Regions from separate parts of the Mus musculus genome. Here regions 1, 2, 4, 5 and 6 are each linked to region 3. A link is a contact called in public Hi-C and promoter capture Hi-C data. All regions are on one chromosome and are shown on one strand. The core of a region is the stretch at or near the end of the contact, and the rest is flanking DNA. Distances in the headings are between cores, read along the strand shown. Region 1 holds the start of Capn7 (calpain 7). Region 2 holds the start of Sh3bp5 (SH3-domain binding protein 5 (BTK-associated)). Region 3 holds the start of Wdfy4 (WD repeat and FYVE domain containing 4). Region 4 holds the start of Ankrd28 (ankyrin repeat domain 28). Region 5 holds the start of Phf7 (PHD finger protein 7). Region 6 holds the start of Mettl6 (methyltransferase like 6).

Region 1 (3,572 bases), core at 664-3,163, 1.8 Mb before region 3:
CACACCATGGGTATGTATACTTATTAATTACAAAATAAATTTCAATATAAAGCTGCTATGAGCATTCATGGCCTTTTGGTGGAAAAGCACTTTTTAAAAATTTTTTATGTTGAGATTTATATATGTGTATGAACATTTTGCTCCACTGTAGTCTGGTGTGTGACTGGTGTATGTTCTTGGAGATTAGAAGAGGCCATTGAAATTGGAAGTTCAGAGGTTGTGAGCCATTAGGTGGGTGTTGGGAATCCCTCCCCAATCCTGTGCAAGAATACATGCTCTTAACCACTGAGCCATCATTTAAACCTAGGGGAAAAATACTTAGCCGTAAAAGTACTTCCTGCCTTTTAGTTAGATTCATGAACATACTTTTGGAGCTTCATGAAACTTGGGAAATTTGGCAGGTAAGGACCCAGCATGTGTGAGTATAAGCAAATACTTTTCAATTGGTGAACAAACAAACAAATGTGTAACTACCCATCTGCAAGATCATTTGTCTGTCTCATGATTCATTTGTGAGGGGCCATCCAAGACTAAACACTAAGAGCTTCTCTAGGGGATGGTGACATGGAACAAAAGCCCCTTCAGGGGATTGGTATGAAGAAAATCTTATTGCTAAGGCTTGAGATTGTAAGAATGGAGGAAGGGGACGACAGACATTCATAGCTGGCACAAGCAAGGTGGAGGGTCGAGACACACATGATGCTCAGGGATGCTGACCACAGCCTCTTTAGCTGTACACTGACCAGTTTCAGTAGTAACATCCACCCCATTGTGACCTTGATAATGAATATCCTGAACCACCAGCATGAGCATCACTAAGGAGTCTTTCTTGAGCTTGAAGACAGCTGATACCACTCTAGACTGGATCACAATCAATTCAACTCCTTTTCTCTCTCTCCCTGAGACAGGTTTTCTCTGTGTGGCCACACTACTATCCTGTAATGAGCTCTGAAGACCAGGCTGGCCAAGCACTCAGAGATTTGCTTCTTCTGCCTCTGGAGTGGTGGGATTAAAAGCGAGCACCACAGCCAGGCTCACAATCAACTCTTAGCAATATCTCCAGCTGATTTGTGTTCATGTTTGCACGGAGAGTGCTCCACTACAACAGACATATGCCTCCTGGGGTCGTTCAGGGTTTTTGCTGTGTAGATCATGCTGGCCCAGTCCTCTTACCACAGCCTCCAGACTGCTGGCTTACAGGAATGTGTCACCATATGCTGCGTTAATGTTTCTTATGTGTGGGATCATACAGTGTATAATTTTGTCAAGACTTGCTACTTTGACACAGCATGGATTTTGAATCTCATCCAAGTTCTGGCACTTGCCATTAGTTAATTTTCATCACTGCTGAATTCAAACTTTTAAGGGGATAAAAGAAAGCAACCACACTACCATTTACTATGTAATTACAACCTTCAACTTGCCCTAAGATACAAGTCAAAAATACATCATCTGGTTTGTAGACAATTCAAACAATACACTTCGGTGTGCCTTGGGGAGCCGTAGAAGGTCATACTTTAGTTTGTCAAATGAACATTACCAGAGCATCTCAAAAGCACCTCCTAGCCTCATTTCATATCTTTATTTCTAATTAAACCAGTTGGCAATACGAGGTGCTACTGATTGTTTCTTTCCGCCTACCCTTCTCACTTAGCGGACCAAGGGCTCCATAACGCGCATGCTCCTTTCAAGCCATCCCCTGATTCTCTCCAACAACCTCCTGGGCACTGGCACCTTCTTTCTAGCAGGCGGAAGCGGAGCCCTCAGCTTCGCCCTGGCACCTGCTTCCTCTTGTCCAATCCCACTGGACATTGTTCTGGCCCCGCCCACCTACGATCGCCTTGAGCCCCGCCTGCTTCGGCGGGAGCGCTCCCCCTCCCGGCCGGGGTCGACTGCGCCTGCGCAATGCGGCTGATGGGCGGAGCAAGGACGCGAGGGGTGGGGGCGGCCGCGAGGGCTCCGAGCCCGGGCTGCTCGGAGCTCGCAGTCCTCCGGGCGGGTCTGAGGTAGTGGGGCTCCGTCATCTCTTCCGCCGCCCTCGAAAGTAAACTTTGCCACTCCACCCGCGGGGTCCCCAGTTCTCGCCGCAGTGCCTCCGGGCGTCGGGGTTCCGCGTCAGGGCCTGTCTGCCTCCCCCGGCGTGGGGCCTTGGGCGCCATGGACGCGTCGGCGCTGGAGCGGGACGCCGTGCAGTTCGCGCGGCTGGCAGTGCAGCGCGACCACGAAGGCCGCTACTCTGAGGCGGTGTTTTACTACAAGGTGAGGACAAGCACTCGGCTCCGGCCGCGTCACCCGATCGAGTGTTGGCGGAACCCAAGGCGGAGGGGCGGGGTCCTGCTGGGGCTGTCCGGCTTGTCAGGCCGCAGATGCCCGCCGCTTTGCTGCTTGTGGCGGCCGAGGTGGGATGGGGAGTGAACACCCTGTTCGCTGTCTGTTGGCCTTGATGCAACCCTTGATGTGAGGCCAACCTTGGGTAATCCGTCAGAATATGCTAATAGTGCACGTTCCAGGTAGAAAGAAAAAGTAAATTAGGAAAAAAATTCATCGTACTCTAGCATTCGATGTATGTCTCCATGATTGTTTTTCTGAGTGTATGTGTGTATACACGCCTTCTTACCCCCAAACTTGAATCATATCGTTTGTACTATTTTGACATCTCACTTCTGCATTGTACCTAGATAACCTTTGGTTGCTTGCATGTGCTACGTTTACAGCATGTTCTGTATTTGGTTGTGGCTTTCCAGCATTGAAGTAGTGCAGTTAAAATCCTTAGAGCTTTTTTTTAAAAAAAATGTGATACTTGTTTTGGATGATGGGGAGCACAGTTGCTTGTCAAAGGGTATGCACTTCCGCAGTTCATCCTGTGTTCTCCAGTCCTGAAGGTTTGCAAACACACCCCTCCAGTTGTATCGTCATGATATGGGCATCTTTTCCTTGATTATACGGAAGTAGTAAAAATTTCCCCCTTATGCTTACGTGTTATCAGTAAAGCGTGGTTTGCTTTCTGCTAATATTTTACTATTTTTATTTTAAAACCTACCTTATATTTAGACACTTTTGTTTTAGGATCATTCGTTTTAAGTTTCTTAATTTTGATTTTACAATCCTACCTCCCTACCACACCCGAGTGTGTGTGTATGTGTGTGTGTGTATCTGTCTGTGTTGTGTCTGTGTCGGTGTCTCCCTGCCCTGTCGCCCTCGTTCTCGGGGTTCTTGCTATATAGTGGAAGCTATTTTTAAATTTGTCTTCCCCTTACCTTAGCCTTCCCATTGCTGAGATTTACAGGAATGTGCCACCATGCCTGACTACCAGGTGATAGTTCTTTAAAAGAAAATTCTGCTGTAGTTTTGTGAAACAACTTCAGCAAATTCTAAGTCAGCAAACTACTACCATATAGCCTAGTGTGGTGGCACCTACTAATTTGCTTTTAAACCCTCCCACCCCCAGTACAGTGAGGTAAGAGGATCACTGAATTCAACCTGGCTTAGGCTACATTGTAAGACTTTCTCAATGTAAATAGCCTTTTCTAAAACTAAAGATACTATGTAACTTTTTTTTTTTCCTTTTAGAA
Region 2 (3,803 bases), core at 460-2,959, 1.7 Mb before region 3:
CTTTTTTTTTTTCTTTCAGGTGAACTCATCTGTCATAAACAGTAACTTAACCCAGTCAAAACAGCACCCTTTGCTTTAGGAAAGAACTTTTCGAGGAAATCAGAACAGGACAATACGGCCAGTGCAGCCCAGCCAAAGGCAGACTTCCAGCATTAACTCATCATGGGCTATCTCCCTATAAAGAGATGATTTTTTTTTTTTCTAACTGCGAACTATTTGCCCTGCCTAACTGGGGTGTTGGTTAACTGACTGTAACCCTACCTCTTTTAAACATTTGCAGTCTGACATTTTGTAAGTAGCCAACATGAGTTAACTCATCCTCGTTCAGCTCATCTTTGCTCTGTGAACAAAGGTCTTGCTAACAAAATTCCACACCAAATCCACAAGATTCTGTAATCCAAGCCCAGGGCCCGAATTAACAGAATAACCAATGAGGAGGTTTTCTTACTGATCTTTAGTGTATTGACTTGACAAAATAATTAATTTAAGCCAAACTGATGAATTTAAAGCAGGCTCTTTTTTTTTCTTTATCTGTGCACTTAAAACCAATTATGGATCCAGAAATTGCAAAGTATGTTTAATAGCTATTTTTTAAAAAATGATTTATGGAAAGGGTACAAAACGGGTCATGAAAAGGAATTTGCTTTGTGCTTAGGAAGGTGAAGAGGTTAAGCTGTCACTCCTGGAAATTGTTTTTTAACTCTCTCTCCTGGAAATGGAGGCACAGAAAGCCAGGCATTCTCTGCTTTCCCTGCCTCCACGCGTCGGCTTTGCGCAGCAGCTGTCCCTGGTGGACGTTCACACTGACCTCACAAGGAAAAGGAGGGTTTTAAACAGTCTCAGGCCAAGTGCAACACAGTGCCAACGGTGGCAACGGCAACGACGCCCACCATGTGTTGACAATGAAGAGGACGGCAGCCCAGGCCAGGTGAGGGCTCACGAGGCACCCCACACCGGTGCAGCCCACACTACAGGGGCAAGCGACAGCCACCTTGCCCTGCTCGCCCACCACGATGTCTGCATCCACGCAGGTGGGATAACGCTGCGCTGCAGCCCCGAGGCTGTGCAGTGCTCCAAGCGTGGCGCTGAGGTACCCCGACTCCGCTCGGGGCCCCCGCCCCCTTTTTCCTTTGTTGCAATCCGCCTGAACAGCTGGTCGTGTAGTAGGGACCCTCGGGTTGGGCCGAGGGTCTGCAGGGATCCCCGCAATAATCAGGCCGCGTTCACGCGGGCACCGAAGCCTTCCGCAGGGAGACCGTGAAATGGGGTGTTCCAACCCTTGGTGAAGATCCTGAATTTAGGCAGCCCCCACCCCGCGACCGCGAACACGCGAGGCTGTAAGGCATGTGTCTGCGTTAGATGCCGACTTCCACGGTAGCCCTGGTGGGGTGCGGCTGTGGGCTCCTGTCACGCGTCCTACCTGGATCCGGGGGTCCACCTCTTCCTCCTCCTCCTCCAGGCCCTGTTCCATCCTCTCTTCCTCCTCCTCTTTCTCCTCCACCTCCCGGGCAGGCGGCGGGAGCTCCGCCGGCTCGTCAGAGCGGCTCCGTTTCAGCGCCGTGTCCATGCGGGCAGCCGAACGCGCCGCAGCCGGGTCGCAAAGCGCACGGTGGGATCCGGACGCACCGAGGGCCACCTCGCCGCAGCCGGGTAGGTCTGAGCGCGCAGCGCTGCCACCCCGGGTGCTCCGCCGGCGAGTGCGGAGTGGCAGAGGAAGTGGGCGCGGCTGCCCCCTGTCTGCAGCGGCCCGCAGTACACCGCACCCACTTTGCCCAGGCCGCCGTGATAGCCTGTGTCACCCGACACTCTGTCACAAAAAGCCCAGTGCACTGGAGTCCCGGCCATGGCCACTAGGAGAGGTGCCGCCCAGTGGCTCACCAGCCCGAGCGTGGGCCGCCTTAAGGTAGTTTCCTCCTGCCTCCAGTGAAGCAGATCAAGGCACAGAAGGAAAGTTCGGGTGATTTCCATTCTTCAAAGCTACCTTTGTGTCTATTTGGAGTCACAGAAAAGGGAACTCTACCCTAATCTTGTCTGTACAGCAGACAGAGGATGGCTAGCCAGGTCCAGCCACCGAGTGGACATCATAGCCTGGAGTCTGCTGGGCAAAGCTCGGCAAGCGAAGGCATGAGCTCTTAGGGCTTTCCTGGATATTCTGAATGCACGAAGAGCCCATGGAGCTGGGGGGGGCGGGGGGGGAAATCTATGGATCGGGCGGCTTTTTAAAGAGATTGCCCTGCTTGCTCGTGGCAAAGCTTGCCCAGTGTAGGAACTATGTGGTTCTGCCCAACATCACCAAGCTAGAGCTTGCCTAGCCAACTGGGCATCACAAAAGGGCTAACAGTGGACAGGTTTCTCTGAACGTTTACAGGTGCTAGGGCCACTGTGAGGTCAGGGACTACCTGGTCAGATGCCCTGAGCAAAGTGGATACTTTGTAGAGGGAGTTTGGAGGACAGCTTTGCTTGAGAGAGTTGTTCTCGGAGCCTGTGATCCTGCCTTTTCCCCCACCTCAGAAGCAAAGCAAAGGGGTATCTGTCCTCTTTCTCAACTGGTCAGTCTTCTTCAAAGCCAGTACCAGAGAATCTCACGTGTACCACAGGCCTCCCGTGCTTCAATCTCCCCTCTGGAAAAGCCTGACCCTGTGTTCCCTTCCAACAGTTTCCCGTATTAGGTCTGTCTACTGACTTCCCACTCACTCATTTTGTTTGTTTGAAACAACCTCGGCCCAGGCTGGTGTCAAGCTCTTATCAGCTCAGACTGGCCTCGACCTTCTGATTTTCCAAAGGTAGACTCCCATGTGCTGCATTTTTAATCAGGCACTCCTCCTGTAGAGCTCACTATACAGCTAACACTGTATATATAGTCACACTGCCTCTGGTTCTGAAGCACTGAGATTATAGACACACACACCACCATTTTGGCTTCCTTGGTGGGATGGGGAGGAGACAGAGTTTTCTGTGTAGCCCTGGCTGTCCTAGAACTTGCTCTGTAGACCAGGCTAGCCTGGAGCTTAGAGATCCACCTGGCTGTCTCTAGTGTTGGGATTAAATGCATGTGTCACCACTGCCCGGCTGGTGCACACACACACACCCATCCCCGATGCTGCCACCAAGGTGTACCACACGCACAGAGTGACAAACCCTTTATATTACAAGTTCTCAGACATACAGGAGTAACTCCACCAGGCAGCAGGAAACAGTTTGCTAACTACTCCAAAGGAAGGACCGTTGTTGGGGAGGGTGGCTATGTCAAAATACCACAGTTTCTAAATGGCACCCACTTCTAACTCTGTAGGCCAGAAATCACAGCAAAGTCAGGTTCTGAGGAGGGCCCTCCTGGGCTTGTGGACTTCCAACTGCTCAACAAACTTTTATGTCAGGAAGAAAGCCTTAGAAAATCTCTGAGGTCTTTTTTAAGAAGTATATTAGTCCCATTTGCTCAGACCTCCTACCCTCCTGGCCTTGTCACTTCCTAAGACTATTAGGAGTTAAGAGTTCAGCACAGGACCCAAAACCTCCAGTCCATAACCTGAGGCAAACCCCAGAGTATCACAAGTTCTAGACCAGCCTGAGCTACACAGCCAGAACTCAAAACAGCAGATGGCTACCCCTTCCCCAGCACCCTGTGGGCTATTCAAGGTTGGCACGCGTATTTCTGGCAGGGATCTTGGTGGCCATTTTAAACACTTTGAGCTTAACTACAGTTTGAAACGCCCCAGATAATGTGTGCTGTGATGATTCTTGTCTGGATCTGCGTTTTTGTCATTTTTGGAAAGCACCTACTGCCTGATCATATTGTGTTATTG
Region 3 (3,931 bases), core at 520-3,019:
GGTTTCCAGCAATACAAACAAATTTCAAAAACATAGCTTTGAGGCAATTAAGCAAGTCTTCAATAATGTTTAATTCAGGCTGGAGAGATGGTGCAGAGGGTAAAATTGCTCGCTGGGTAAACATGCTGACCTGAGTCCTGTTTCCTAGCTCCCACATAAAGGCTAGCAGAGCAGCACAGATCTACATCTCTGGATCTGGGAGGCAAAGAGAGGCAGATTCCCTGGGCTTACTGGTCAACCAATCTATCCAAAGGGGCATTCAGAGACCTTGTCTCAAAGATAAAGATGTAGAACAGTAGAGTAAGACATCTGATATCAAAGTCTGTCCTCTCCATATGCATGCACAGGTATGTGTACCTGCATACATATGCACACACTCATGCATACAGTATACTCTGTGTGTGTGTGTGTGTGTGTGTGTGTGTGTGCGCGCGCGCGCGCGCCTAACTTCAGGCTAAGTTCAAAAAAGTATAAAATAAAGCCATATATAGTTTGGGTTACCTTTCCGTTGCTGTGATAAAACACCATGACCAAGACAAGTTACAAAAGAAAGCATTTAATCTGTTGCTTACAGGTTCGGAGGATTAGAATCCATGATGTCAGAGCAAAGGAACAGTGGCAGGAACAGCTGAGAGTCTAAAAATCACATCCAAGAGGCAAAGAGAGAGGCCCTCACTAGAAACAAAGGGAGAGGACTTTTGAAACCTCAAAGCCCGCCCCCAGTAACTCACCCTTTCCAACAAGGCCACACCTCCTAACACTTCCCAAACATTTCCACCAATTAGAGACCAAGTATGAAAATATATGAGCCTAAGGAAAGCACTCCCATTCAAACTACCAGACATGTATTAAACAATTTAGAGATAGTGGAGGAATCAGAAATAAAAACAAGGAAACAATAATCCCAAAGCTGGGACAGAGGGTCATTCAGGCTAAACACCTATACACACAAGATAATAAAATAAGGTTTTTTTAAAATTTAATAAAAAAGAAAACTCTTTTAGGCCCATAGGAGGTCAGACCAGACACCAAGGATGTAAAGACAGGAGAATTTTTCCCACACTTGAGCCCACACCCAACTCTCTGGCTAGTCCCCAGCCCCCAGCACACCCTTCACTGCAAGGTACCACACTGACCTCCAAGCCTTCCTGAAGGCTTTTAAGAGCAATTCTCAGAAACCACAGTGCAGGGCTGGGCTCCTTCAGTGTCCTCTCAGCAGATGTGTGCCCTCCCTGTCCATCCTGCACATTCCTCCAACCCACTTTATGTCACCGCACCGGCATCACAGGCCCCATCTGTAACTTGTCTCTTTACTAGTTCATTGGACGTAAGTGGATAGAAATGGAGACAATTATACTTGAAATATTCCCTAGAAAGACAGTACCCAACGCCCAGTCATCACTTCGGAAAGACTGGGACAAAGGATTAGGTTCTTGAAAGCTGGGTTTTGAAGGAGAAAGGGATCAATCCTCAGTGGCCCAGATGCTGCTGTTAATGAGAAACATTGGAATTCAAAGGCTGCGTGTGATAACGCAGGTGAAGAAATGCCACCTTAAGAGACTTCTACTTACCAGATCCTGGGGCAGGCAAGGGTGGGGCCAGCTAAGGGCAAGACCAGGTCTGCCCAGCTGCCCCGAAGGCCAGGGTGGGTGGTCCACCCTTCACAAGCTACACCAGGGCTATGAGAGGAGCGTCTCAGTCAGTGTCCCGTTCTATACCTTGACAGTGGCACAAGCCAGAGTTAGTTTTCCCCAGCTGTGGCAGACTCCTACCTCTCAGCAGAGTCTAAAGAAGGGACTTAACCCGTGGTCAGAGGGTAAGGAATGATCTAGTGCCTGGTCAGCTCAGCAAAACTCACAAGTGACAAGGGTGCTGAGAGGCACTGACCACAAGGACCTCCTTCACCGCTCACTTCCTGCCAATCGTCCCTCCTCTCTGCCACCCCGCATTCAGACTAAGTACTGATGGTCACACATGTGCTCCACAGTTGGCTTTGCAGGAAGCAGCGGGGCAGTCTACCGCAACAAACAGCCCCCACCTGGCTGATCTCTCTTATCCAAGATCAGAAAGACGTACCTGGAGGGTGGTGGTCAAAGCCTGCGGATGTCACATGGTGTGAGTGCTTCTATCCCCAGCCTCCAATGGCTCAGCTCAGGGGAACAGACCAAGACCTGGCCTCGCATGGCAGCCATCAACAACAGTGTTTCATTATGAATCACTTGTGCTGGGTTTCTCTTCATTTCCTGGAGAAAGCAGAAGTGGGAAGTCAGCAGATGCCTGCCCTTCCCATCCTTCCCTCCAAGGAGCCAATGACAGAGCTGCTTCACCAATGACTGGCAGGACAACATGGGTTTCACAAAAGCTCCCCTGAGACTGTGTGTTTGGTGATCAAGCAGAGCCAGGTGGGACCTAGGAACAGAAGGGAAAGTACAGCCTGGTGCCCATGTCTGAATTCCGCCTCTGCTGCTTACTAGCTGTGTGCCCAGCAGGCTGGGGTCCGTATGGCTCCTCGTCCTAACCCTCAGCCTCCCAGTCCTAATTTCAAATCCCTAGGAACTAAATCTAAATGCCTTCCCTTCTCTAAATGGTAAGGTATGGGAGCAGGTGTGTGGAATACCAATATGGAAGAATGGCTCTTTCTAAGACCCCAGCAGAGTTCTTAATGTCTCCACAGGATGGAGAAGACTAGATTGGAGCAGAAGCTTAGAGAAAATCAGAAACGTCTTTGTAGATAAGCCAGGCACAGGGGGGACTGGGGGAGACAAAGCCAAGGGTTAGGGGTTGCAGGAGTGTGAGGCTCAGAAACACACAAAGGAGAAAGTGGGGTGTTCTCCTGATGAGGTGACTTCATTCGTGCAGGTGATGTTCTGCCCAGATGACCCACAGGACAATGTGGGTCAGTAGGGGAAAGGGCAGGGTCCAGGCACTTATAAGAGCAGAGAGGAATCTCTGATTGGATGTTGCAGCCTTGTGCCTTTACAATATGCACATTCCCATAACTCCAGCTTTTCCTATGGGGAAAGTTTCACACTCGGGCTCAGCAAACAACTCAGGCCCAGTGCAGAAGCCACCCACCAGGGGAGCAGAGAGACTCCTTCCACAGGTGGGCATTGCCATGTGGAAGGGAAACACCCTTAGGTTTTCCATGGTCAAAGTCATGAACATCAAAAATAATGTTACCCAATGAACAGTGGGCAAGAAAAGAAACACAGGGAACAACTTGATGGCGACTTAAGCGAATGCTGTATCAGAAACAACAGAAGTCAGAAGACAATGGAGGCTCAGTTGACTTTCCTCTATCCATGATAGAACACTGGCTGGCTTGATCTTGAGCAACTCTTATGCATGAAGCCACAGCTGCTGTTGGCTAATGAGTACAGCAGTCCTGTCGTGTCCAAAGATACCTGGTCCTCCGTGACCTCTGACTCTTATAGTCTTTGCTCTCTGTCTTCCATGATGTTCCCTGAGCTACTGACAGCCAACAGCAGCTAGAGGAATGAGAGTCAGTTATCTTGGGCTGTGTGGTCCTCAGCAGGTTGGCCATGCTCCAGCGGATGATCCCACAGGACATGGATGGCACTTAGACTCTGCTATTAAAAATAAGAAAGAAAGATAAAAGAAAAGAAAACAAATGGCAGGAACACAAGAAGGAAACGTGGAGTGCTTTGTGTACAAGCATGAGAGTCTAAGTTTGGGTGCCCAGCATCCATGAAAACATTGGGCATGGCAGAGCACATCTGTAACTTCAGCTAATTTCCGAAATAAAGTATGTTAATTTTGCACATTATGTAATAATGTAATAAATAATGGAAATAAGATTAAAAATGGCTACCGTCCTAATAGCTGACAAGTATATGCTTTTGATCATTATTGTTGTTGTGTTGTTGTTAAAGCTTTGGAGTCAGGGTATATATTCTCTGTAGCCTGGGCT
Region 4 (3,448 bases), core at 553-3,052, 1.4 Mb before region 3:
ATACAGTAAGTCTTCCCCAGCAATGCCATCTCATTAACTTACTCATCACGGATTCTCAAGTTTACAGGTAACATTTTAAAAATCAATATCACCACTGAGTGTTAAAGAATATTACACAAAACTGAATCAGTGTTACGACTGCTTCAAAACTGTAGTTACTAAACACTCAAATGCACAGATGCCAATAGATTTTTATTATTTATTCATTTTTTTTTATAAAGTAAGATCTTCTAACAGTCTACCAAATCCCTAACACACACAATGACCAAATCACAAAATACATTTCCAAAAGTGAAGGATTACAACCAAATATTCAGGTACAAAGAGTTACTAGAGTAATAAAGATTAGCTGAAAATCTAGATCTTGAGTTTCATGGTATTAACTACATATGAATTAGATGATCTGGGCTTGAACTCTGCTTGTTATTAACAGATTTTTTTGTTTTTTCCTGACAACTTTGTGCAATGAAAGGTTTTGCTACCTGTGGCTGGTGAGCACTTTTGAAAAGTGTGCTTTTGACTAGCACAACTGAGAAACTGTGCTTTCTTAATTTTAATCAACTCAAAGATTCTATGTGTAGCTAATGGAACATGTTGAACAGTAAAGTTATTCACAGATTTTGAAATACAAACTTATCAACCAGAGTTTTTCAAAGTATCATGCCCTATTGTTAATATCAGCTAAAATTCTGCTGATACCAAATGATACTAAAAGTCAGCATTCAGCCTAAGTAGAATATTCACTTTTTAAGTGAGAATTGACATTAGCTAGACTCAGAACTTAAGTTTTAATTGGTAGAAAATGACATAAAACATTAAGTTTTTCCCTATCGTTTTTGTTAAGCTTGTGCCCACTTTCTGATTGGTTTCCCTTCAAATCTGTTCAGTATCTCCTATTCAGAAAAACAATGGCAAAAGGGGTACTCAAGCATTAATAGGTTCCCGCGACTCCGTAAAATCCACTCGTTACTTTCCCTTTTCTTTAAAAGAGACAAACACTGGGGAGCGTCTGGTAATTCACCTTCTCGCCTTTTTAAAAGGGTAACAAGCGTTCATTCAGACATAGTTGCGATTTCATTGGTAGATACAGAGTTATTTTTCCCAGCCCACAGTGTACTGCAGTCTTCTGAGCACTTCAGGTGTTCTTTGACAAGCTCTTCCTAAGTCAGGAAAACTAAACCAAGATGGTGCAGAATATGCCAAGAGAAAACCAGCCTGGGAATATGCACCGTAACAACCAGTCCCCAGCAGAATCCATCGGCACCGGTGGGTTTGCTTTCGACCGCCACTACCTCTCCGCAGAGACGGTGCGGTGGACCGTGAACCGCCCCGCGAAGCGAACCCGAGGGCAAGGTCGTGACCCCAGGTCACGGCCGCCGCCTGCCCCGCTCCGACTCCGCACCGCAAAGCCACCTGTTAGGCCCGAGCCTCACCTGGCAGGAAAGAGGAGGCGCCTACCCGGCAGCGCGCCGGACGCGAGGGCGGCGAGCGCAGAACCCGCCCCTGTGGCGGCGGCCGCGATCCCCCGGCGGCACGTGGGTTTCTCGGAGCTGGGGCTGCACTGACAGGCGGACGGCCCGCACGGCTGCCGACCCGGGACACCCTCTTCCCTCGCTGCCACCGCGCCGACAGGGCGCCCGGGCGGCCCACGCCGCTGGTCCACCCTCCTCCGACTCCTCGGTGGCGCGATCCCGCCCCGCCGCCCCTCACCTACCTGGTCGCGGAGTTTGAGGAACGCCATGGCGGTCGCCGCTGTTCGGCCACTACCCGCGCCCGGCGGGTAGGTGGCCGGCTACGTTGAAGAGAGCGCGGGCAGGGGGCGGCGCCGCCTCCCCGGCCGCCCGCCGCCGCCGCCGCCGCGAAGAGCCCCGCCGGTCCCGCCTCCTCCAAGGACTCCCGCCCTCTTTCTTCCGTCCTTTCTCTCGCTCTCTCCCTCTAGCTCTCAGCCACCTCCCACACGCAGCCGCCGCCTTCGCCGCCGCCTCACACCCCCTTCCCGAAATACCCCAGCAGCCCCCGCCGCCGCGCCGCTCCAGCCCGCGGCCGCGGCGGCATCCAAACTCCACTCCACAATATTACCACCACCGCCCGCCGCGATTGGCGGCCGCGCGGGGGAGAGGCCAGAGTAAGCCGAGCGCCCATTGGCCACGCCACCGCGCTCGCTCGCTCCCGGGCTCCGCCTCTCCGCGGAGGGAGGGGCGGGGCACAGGAAGCGGCGGCGCGCGGAGCGGGCGGGCCAGGTGGCGGGGCGTCTGGGCGCGCGCCCCGGGCGCGGTGGGCGGAGCCCGGACTGGAGGTGGGGAGGGACGGAAACTGGGTACCGGGTAACGGCCCGGGATGGCACGTGGAGGTGGCGTGCACAAGCTCAGCTCAGTCAGGTGCGGAGAAGGCAGCCGGAGCCGGTGCGAGCCAGGGAGACCTCCGGGCCGATGCTGCTTTCAACAGAGTAGCGAGGGCAGCGGGGAACCGGACTCGCACGTGGAGCGAGAGTGAGAATGTCTCCGCGGGCTTTGGGGGAGACGTGGTCACCGGGGGACTGCTGGCACGCGAGACTGAAGGGTGTGGTCTTCATAGCCTGAACAGGTTGTGACCGCGGAACATTTCTCTCCAAAGCGCCCCTTTCAATCTTGCATGTGTTTTTTTTCCCCCTTTCTTCTTTATCATCAAAAGGGTTTTTGCCTCCCACTTGAAAGAAATCAATTTTTTCAAAAAGATGTGCAGGATTTTCAATAAATAGCATCCTTGGATGGAGAAGAGGAATGACTCCCTCGCCCTGGCACACACACCCACGCCAACCCACAGCTCAGAAAAGGCTTTTCTTTCTTAGGCAGCCGCACACTGTTACCATTCCAGGCTTGTGTGGGAGAAGATTGTTGTTCTCCTGTGTCTGTCAGCCTGGGCGGCTCCAGCCCCTGATTAATAAAAGGTACAGATGGTTAGAACACAAACGTGAGATATCGGGTTGGTTTAAAAAACAAAACCAAACCTCATCTTTTCCCTGCATTGGTGTGTCTCTTGGGACAGACTTTATTTAGAGAATCGATTTGAGCCTAATGGCAGTCTAGAAAAATGGGGATCAGTGCCAGGACTGTCAGTTTATTATAATGCTATTATTAAAAACAACTCTTTAGCCCCATAAGAACAGAAAATATCAAAGTGCAAGATCAAATGCACTAAGAGCCTTCTGATATCTCTTAACATAACTATGCCATAATTCTGCTGAAACAATTGCTTTTCTAAAATTACATTTTTACCATGGTTGGTATTTGCTACTTTAAAATGGAGGAATTCTCATAACTGATGGAAGAGGCTTAGCCAGAAAAAAAAAAATGATTCTTGCTTTGCATTTTCTTCAGTGCCTAATTTCTTTCTGCATCAACTCTGGCCGATGAAATGAGAATTCTGTCACCCCATGTCTCTTTATCAGTGCACTGAAGGTGAATGAATT
Region 5 (3,946 bases), core at 607-3,106, 1.9 Mb before region 3:
AAGAGAGGAGGGCTTCTTGGGGGTGGGGGAAGGGCTCTGATATACGCTTTGTCACTCTCTAACCCTAGCCCAAGAGTATGTTAAAGGAAGCAGAAAATGCAGCGTGTATCAAAGGAATTTCCCCAACTCCTTCAGGTCACCTACTCTACCTCAATCTTGGATGTTTGTTTTTTTCTTTTAAAGTCTTCATTCGTTTCCGTCTGTCCTTCCTATCTAGAATTCTTCTGTGCTATTATGAAGATAATGCAGGCTTTTCCAGCTACAAACATAAACGAAATAGGTTAGCAATTTAATTTTACATTTGGTTATCAAGTTCTACAAGATCAAAGCAACAGTATACTTCTCAACTCATTTGATAAAGGGGTTATAGACAATATTAATGCTAGTGATGGCCAATAGTGATTAAATGGTTCCAAGAACCGTTTAGGCACTTAACAATAGGCACACTAATAACCCTTATTTTCAAGTTGAGGAGACTGAGTTAGAGAGATAAACGTCATGGCCAAGGTCAGAATCAGTGATCCTAGGTGAGATTTAATGATTACAAAAGCTGACATCAACTACGGTGTTATAATTTTATCTCATTGCAGTATCTCATTGGAACCGGGTCGGATAGATGGTTAAGAGCACTGACTGTTCTTCCAGAGGTCCTGAGTTCAATTCTTAGCAATCACATGGTGGCTCCTGTAATGGCATCTGATGCCCTCTTATGGTGTATCTGAGGACAGCTATAGTGTACTCATATACATAAAATAAATCTCTTTTTTTGTTTTGTTTTTCGATACAGGGTTTCTCTGTGTAGCCCTGACTGTCCTGGAACTCACTATAAGACCAGGCTGGCCTCGAACTCAGAAATCCGCCTGCCTCTGCCTCCCAAGTGCTGGGATTAAAGGCGTGCGCCACCACTGCCGGGTTTGGACAGCATTTCTTAAAAGACCTCAGTCAATTAGGTCCCTCCAGAGATATACTATACTTCAGTATCCAGAGCCTCAAGTCAAGGCTGGCGATTCTGAATCTCTTCATGAATGTCAGACTTTTCTAACTGCTAACTGCTTACAAGCCATCAAAACTTCACGCTAGCTTTTCCCAACACAGGAGATGCAGTTGCAGAGCTAACATCAGTTTGTTTTCTTACTAAACGTGGATGGGCTGAGATGGGTTGGAACCTTTCCGTGTCCCCACGGGGATCTACTTTACTTCCTAGTATGTTGGCGCTAAACCCGACTGTGTTAAAATAGAAATAAACCTTGAGATTTCAGTTCTTTGCATCGCTGGGACACGACGTTACTTGAGTAGTAGTCTGTGCACACTGGTAGTTATAAGATGGAATCTTCAAAACAGTTGAGGACGGTCGTGGCAAATGCAAGCTGCTCAGTCCGCGATTTCCTAACCCGGCGGATGCTCGCTCGAAACGCTTACCAAGTTGTATCACTGGATAAAAGTGTTGGGTAAATTAAAAATATATTAACGTGTTCGGTCCCGCCGCCGCAAGAATAAACGATTTATTTGGAAAATACGTCAGTGTGGCCACAACCGTCCCCCAAAGGTAACAGTCAGAAGAGGGCTCAAGGAGCATTCCGCGCATGCCAGGGCTCCCTTGCCGGGCGGCTGTGGCGAGGCCAGGCTGGAGGCTGCTTCCGCTGCTCGCTCTCACGGAAGCTACGGGCCACCGCTTTCAGCCCAGGCTGCCCACCCAGCTGTCGCCGAGGGCGCCGCTGTCCCGGAGCTTTAGTCGTTGACACAAGACGTGGTAACTACTTCACGGGCGGCCGCCCCGCGCGGTGACTGCGCCGTCGAAGGAGGCGAGCGTGCTGAGGGGGGATGGGGTCACGCGGACTGTGGCCAAAACGAGGACCGCTAACGGCCGCGCGCCCGCCCCGCCCTCCGCACGTGCGCGCCCTCGCCTCGACGCGCGCGCGCGTGCATGCCCGCCTCTGTCTCCGCCTCCGCCCCCGCCGTTCGGCCGGCGGAAGACCAGCCCCCGGGTTAGGCTCGTCGTGTGATGATGACGTTGTACGTCCGGCGCGGGCGAGTGACGCGGCGCGGCCCGTTGTCTGTGCGGGGCTGAGAAGCCCTAAGGGCGGTGGGCGCTCCCGGTTGGGGGCGGCGCGGGTTTAGCAGGGCCTGGACATGGCGCTGAGAGGCCGCTCCGCGGGAAGATGAATAAGGGCTGGCTGGAGCTGGAGAGTGACCCAGGTACGGAGGGGCCTCGGCGGGCCGGGGGCTGGGGAGGCCGGATGGGCCCCGGACGCACCTGCATGACAAATCCCTCTTCTTGTCGTCCCACCCAGGCCTCTTCACCCTCCTGGTGGAAGATTTCGGTAAGAACCCCGTTACCCACGACCTTCGGTCCCTGGCTGGTGTGGATGTGGGGGTTGGTCCTTGAGTTCTCGCAGCAGAGCCTGGGACTGCCCTGCCGACCTCTCCTTTCCTGATCGTAGGTGTCAAAGGGGTGCAAGTGGAGGAGATCTATGACCTTCAGAGTAAATGCCAGGGGTGAGTGGCTGGGACGCCCCCTTACCTCCGGAGGGCCGAGAAAGGGCAGGGGAATAGTACCCCATTCAAGGGAGGCAGTACTAGAAAACCTGAGCTATATAAAATATCACATAAGAAAGTGTCACTCTTTGTGGGTGCCCTCTTGGACTTTTCTTTTCTTCTCAGTCTTTCCTCAGTGTTTCTCCTTAGAAAGCTGTAGCCCTCCTTTTAACCCTAAGCACTCGTGGAGTACAGTTGAGCTGCCTTTCTGGTTTTGCAGCCGGAACCCTCCGTTGCATAGTGTTGCACCTTTTTTGTAAGTGTACAGTCCATTAATTACATCACCACATGTGCTGTGCCTTTAATCACCACACAACATTTGTCCTGACCATTAGTGGCGCTCTCCTCTAGTCCCAATGCTTGGGAGGCAGAGGCAGGCAGATCTCTGAGTTTGAGTCCAACCTACGCTACTTAGTGAGACCATGTGTCAACAAAACTGAACACAGTTGTCCTGTATTGATTGGTTAGTGTGAGAAGGCCTTTTTTAGGTACCTAAACTCAGAGTCTTGTTTTGGAAATCTATAGAATAGAGGCATAGAGAACCTAACTGCTTCCAAGGGAAGGAACTGGTTTGGGAGTTCACGCACTATACTCATTTTACTAGGACTGGAGGCCGAGGTCCACCAGTGAGTTGGTACTTAATTCTTCATCAACGTTTTTGTGCCTTTTATTGTGTCCCTACCTTGCTCCATCCTGGGCCAGCAGTTCCAGATTTCCTTCTTCTCTTGCCTAGACCTCATAGACCGAGTGGGGTTTGAGAGCTTCAGGCTCATACTTGACTGCCTGTGATAGGCTTCTGGGGTTTGAGGTCTCAGAGCCATGTTGGATACAGTTTGGTTAAGAGTGAGGGACTCAGTGCAAGAGCATTTCAGTGCAAAGGATTAGGGAGAGAAAGAAGGGGATGCTGATTGTCATCTGCCTCTTGCTTCTCTAGGCCTGTGTATGGATTTATCTTCCTGTTCAAATGGATCGAAGAGCGCAGGTCCCGCCGCAAGGTTTCTACGTTGGTGGATGACACGTCTGTGATTGATGATGATATTGTGAATAACATGTTCTTTGCTCACCAGGTCTGCTGAGTTCTGCGCTTGTTTCGGGCCAGGATGCTATTTTTGTCTTTGTTTGTTTCTGGTATTGTGTGGAAGGTGGCAGTGGGGGAGCAGGAAGAAGCGCTAGACTGGAACCAAGAGAAACTGTTGCAGAAACCCTGTGGCAGACAGACCTAACTCTTTTTCATTAGAGGGAATACCTCTGTAGTTGGTGGTGTTTTAGTACATTCTCCATGTCCCTAGATAGGAGGTATTTTAGTTGGTTCATGTTAAATGAATAAAGACTGGGTAAGACAAAGGAAACTAAAGGATGTTGACATCTTTCTTTTTAGTCTTCATTCTCAATAAGTGTGGGCATGGGGATG
Region 6 (3,461 bases), core at 644-3,143, 1.7 Mb before region 3:
CACCCATATGCATAATAAAATAAACAAATCTAAAAAGAAAACCTTAAAGCTCTGTTTTCTATTAAACAGCCCAGACATTGCTAAACATACTTGAAACAAATCAGAACTCTCCATAGGTACATTCTGACAGACGTCCTAATTTTCTTTAGGGTAGCTCAGTCAGTAAAGTGCTTGCCACACAACCACTAGCACTCAGGTAAAAAACTGGACGTGGTGCCGCACAGTTGGAATCTCATTCTAGGAAGGCTCCCTGGGGATTACTGGCTATCTAGCCCAAGCTAATCTGTGTGCCCCAAGTCTACTGAGAGACCCTGTTTCAAAAAACAAGACAGCTCCTGAGAAACGGCACCTAAGGGTGCCATCTGGGAGCACTCTCTACATGTAACAAAGGACCTCTCTTCTAGGCATCATAAATGAAGATGGCTCGAGCCAGGAGAAACCCCAGCCTACCTCCCTACATGATCTCAACTCCTCAAACTCTCTGGTGGTCCAGTGTCTGTCCTTGAAAAAATTGGTACTGTTTCTTTTATAAAAAAGGTCCCAGTTCTTCTGAGCCTCTTTTTCCAGTTTTTGCTGTTTAAAAGCAGACACCAAAGCTTGGTCTCTTTTCAGTTTCTCCTCTTCTTCAGTGCTAAGAATCCTTGCTTGCAGTCCTTTCCTTTGGAAAGAAGCCATTGTAGTTGCCGGAAACACATTCAATGCTGCTATAGGTCCTCTGTTCTTCAACCATCTGAACAAACGATGCTGAGATTGTAGACACTGGAGTTTCTCTGATGCAGTTTCCCCAGGTGACTTTCCAGCTCCAACAGGATACGATGCTACTTAGGAAAGAGAAAGGGGGGGAGGGGGTTGACTGATTGATTCTGACTAGTGATTCTCTAACAACCTGCCTGCTTCTCTCCCCATCCTGTTCATCTGAGCCAGGGGCTGTCCCTGAAGCCCAGCCTGTCCCTTGAATGTACTTCCTCTTGCCTCATCCTCCCAACTCGGGTGACCAGGGCCTCATCAAGCTAGATCGTTCTTTATTATTTCTAGAGCTTGGATTCTAAACGAGTCCAAGACTCGGGGAGAGGTTCCCGGAGGGCTCTTTAAGGCTCCGGGGTCAATTCACTTAACACTCCCGAGATGCTGACTCTGCCCAACACCCTGCCGGGGTCTGGAGAGGTCATAAAGACCAAGACAGTCTCTACTGCATAGAGCTTACTACACTCAGAGACCAGAACTCTCACGGACCGGACTCCCAATTCAAATCAGATGAGCCAAGTACTACAAGAAATAGGTTTACTTAGGGCAAAGGGACGCATCCACGAGTTGACTGAGAAAATGTGAGAAAAAAAAATTCTCATCAACGTTCAGTGCCCGTGGGAAACGTGACTTCAAAACAACGGCAACAACCGCCCTAACCGAAAGCGGGTAGACGATTGCCTAACAGACACGGGATCGCGGGGGGGCTAAGGAGGTGACGGAGCTGATCCGGAGAGGCCGGGGTTTCTGATCGTACCCATAAACTGAAGGAAGCGTCGTCGGCCAGGAGAACTGAAATCCTCTCATCGCAACCATGGAGCGAAGTAGGGGGAAGGGTGACTGAGGTCCCGAGAACCGTCATCGCTCTCTGAACCCTCGGATAAAGCAGGCCGCTAGGGTCTCGGGCATGTCCAGGGACACTCATACCTACATTCAAACTCGCGTCCACTCAGTTCCCCACGCTCTGAGCTCCCAGGGTCCCCAGCAAAGAACAGGTCAGGGCGCACTCACCCGTCAGTCAAGCCCAGGCGTCGGCAGCAGAATCTTCTAGCTGACCTGGGCTCCTCCTTAGACCAGAAAACTGTGGGCTGCAGCAGTCCCGGAGAACTCTCTCTCCATGGCACTGCCCCCGCTATTTCCGTTGGGGAGACGGAAGTCCCTCCCCAATGCCGGAAGTGCAGCGGCCTTACTTCCGCAGAGTCTCTCGAGACGCGGAGTAGATTGGTTTCCGGCCCCGGGTGGGCGCGGACTTGGTTCAGTGCGCGCTCCGGAGCGGTGTCCCGGGAGCGCGGTCCTGCGGGCCGCTTGCGCGGGGATCCGGGGGGACTGCGGCCGCGCGAGGAGAGCTCCAATCCGGGTGCCGGGCAAGTGCAAGGCCATGAACGGCACGGCGAACCCGCTGCTGGACCGGGAGGAACACTGTCTGCGGCTAGGGGAAAGCTTCGAGAAGCGGCCGCGGGCCTCCTTCCACACGATTCGCTGTGAGTGAGCGCCCCTCCAGGTTCACTTGGGGCTCCCTGGCCGCCACGTGCAAGCCCAGACTCCCCTGGCTAATCCCGGCTCGAAAGCGTCGCTTTCCTTACCTCTCATCCCTTAGCCTCTGGAACTTCGATCTGCTCTTTTACTTTGAAATCTCTTCTCCCAAACCAAACCTCTGATTGCTGCCAACTATTCTTTTACTTTACAGTCTCAAATACCACTTCAGAAAGTCATAGCCCCTTTATTTCAAATTCCCCTTCCCAGCCCTTAAGCCAAACTTTTCTCCTTTAGTAGCGATGCCCATTTCTCCTCCCTTGTGTCCCCGTTCTCTTTGTCGAATTCTTCCATCAGGGCTCTTGCCCTGGAAAAGTCTTCCGTTTGCTACGAGTGTCGTTTACTTCATTCCTTCCCTTGCTCCTTTCCCCTTGCTCTTGGTCTCCTCCACAGCCAGGGAACCTGCATTCTTCGTGCCACCCATAAGGTTTCTTCTTCCTCTCTGCTTATGACACTGATTTTGTTGTTGTTGCTGTTCGAGACAGTCTTACTAGTGATGCTGGCCTAGAAATTACTATATAATTCAGGCCAGCGCTGAACATGCTGCAGTCCTCCTACCTCAGCTTCTGTGGTGCTGAAAATATGGACCTGATCCACCATACCTAGCTAGATTAATGTCACCTACTTCACCTTAACTTCTGGGCCAACTCACTTGTGGGTGAAGAATAAAATTAGAGTTTGTGCATCTGGCATAAATTAAAGCCTGATCTATGTTTGGAAAATGAAGAAGGCAGCATAAGGAATGTGGAAAGAGTCATTATGTTGGGCCCTTTCCTACGTGATTATAGACTCTGAAAGGGGTATTGCCACTGTGTGTCCTGAGTCAGGACATGGCTGACCAAACCAAGCACATCCCTGTGAATCACAGGCGTCGGGTTTCCGGTAGCGTTAGTGTGGGTTAAGACCTGCTTTGTCATGGGAGCTAATCGATGTGACTCAACACACAGGCAGGGGGGTGTGTTAGATATTAAAGTCCCATCTCTGTGTGGCCTCTTGTCACATAGCTGCATCTGTGCTTTGCACCCACAGCAGACTCAGCTGTTGCAGAGAGACAGTACTGGGGAAACGATAAGATTGTCATTTCCCAGTTGACTAATTTGTTCCTCCACAGAAGAGCAGTGTAAGTTTAAGTGCAATTCTGCACATGTGCTCCTGGCCTGCAGTTTGAGTCAGGTGCGAAGTAA

What was found. Promoter capture Hi-C pulls out the DNA fragments that hold promoters and counts their contacts. Hi-C and Micro-C count contacts between places; a contact is called where the count stands out from the background.
Region 1: a contact with region 3 is called in a promoter capture Hi-C map of pre-B cells, with 5 times the contacts expected there. The contact joins the promoter of Capn7 here to the promoter of Wdfy4 in region 3.
Region 2: a contact with region 3 is called in a promoter capture Hi-C map of pre-B cells, with 8 times the contacts expected there. The contact joins the promoter of Sh3bp5 here to the promoter of Wdfy4 in region 3. A contact is called at or near these places in 1 of 39 promoter capture datasets (pre-B cells) and 1 of 484 Hi-C or Micro-C datasets (B cells).
Region 4: a promoter capture Hi-C map of pre-B cells shows a contact between it and region 3, with 3 times the contacts expected there. The contact joins the promoter of Ankrd28 here to the promoter of Wdfy4 in region 3.
Region 5: a Hi-C map of B cells shows a contact between it and region 3, with 5 read pairs. The contact joins the promoter of Phf7 here to the promoter of Wdfy4 in region 3. A contact is called at or near these places in 1 of 39 promoter capture datasets (pre-B cells) and 1 of 484 Hi-C or Micro-C datasets (B cells).
Region 6: a contact with region 3 is called in a promoter capture Hi-C map of the C10 cell line, with 5 times the contacts expected there. The contact joins the promoter of Mettl6 here to the promoter of Wdfy4 in region 3. A contact is called at or near these places in 2 of 39 promoter capture datasets (the C10 cell line and pre-B cells).

The regions. Positions count from the first base shown.
Region 1 is chr14:31,334,725-31,338,296 of GRCm38.p6, forward strand. Capn7 (calpain 7) reads left to right here and starts at 1,914. Exons shown (of 21, transcript NM_009796.3): 1 at 1,914-2,259. The coding sequence starts at 2,158.
Region 2 is chr14:31,434,391-31,438,193 of GRCm38.p6, forward strand. It overlaps Sh3bp5 (SH3-domain binding protein 5 (BTK-associated)), which reads right to left and starts at 1,710. Exons shown (of 9, transcript NM_011894.3): 1 at 1,421-1,710. The coding sequence starts at 1,567. It overlaps Gm35907 (a long non-coding RNA gene), which reads left to right and starts at 844. Exons shown (of 4, transcript XR_383329.4): 1 at 844-928.
Region 3 is chr14:33,183,297-33,187,227 of GRCm38.p6, forward strand. Wdfy4 (WD repeat and FYVE domain containing 4) reads right to left here and starts at 1,770. Exons shown (of 59, transcript NM_001146022.2): 1 at 1,572-1,770.
Region 4 is chr14:31,828,613-31,832,060 of GRCm38.p6, forward strand. It overlaps Ankrd28 (ankyrin repeat domain 28), which reads right to left and starts at 1,803. Exons shown (of 28, transcript NM_001024604.2): 1 at 1,715-1,803. The coding sequence starts at 1,741.
Region 5 is chr14:31,249,459-31,253,404 of GRCm38.p6, forward strand. Phf7 (PHD finger protein 7) reads right to left here and starts at 1,857. Exons shown (of 11, transcript NM_027949.2): 1 at 1,247-1,857; 2 at 150-259. The coding sequence starts at 190. It overlaps Bap1 (Brca1 associated protein 1), which reads left to right and starts at 2,031. Exons shown (of 17, transcript NM_027088.2): 1 at 2,031-2,196; 2 at 2,292-2,321; 3 at 2,442-2,496; 4 at 3,470-3,602. The coding sequence starts at 2,160.
Region 6 is chr14:31,493,147-31,496,607 of GRCm38.p6, forward strand. Mettl6 (methyltransferase like 6) reads right to left here and starts at 1,894. Exons shown (of 6, transcript NM_025907.4): 1 at 1,756-1,894; 2 at 451-818. The coding sequence starts at 675. It overlaps Eaf1 (ELL associated factor 1), which reads left to right and starts at 1,933. Exons shown (of 6, transcript NM_028932.4): 1 at 1,933-2,225. The coding sequence starts at 2,123.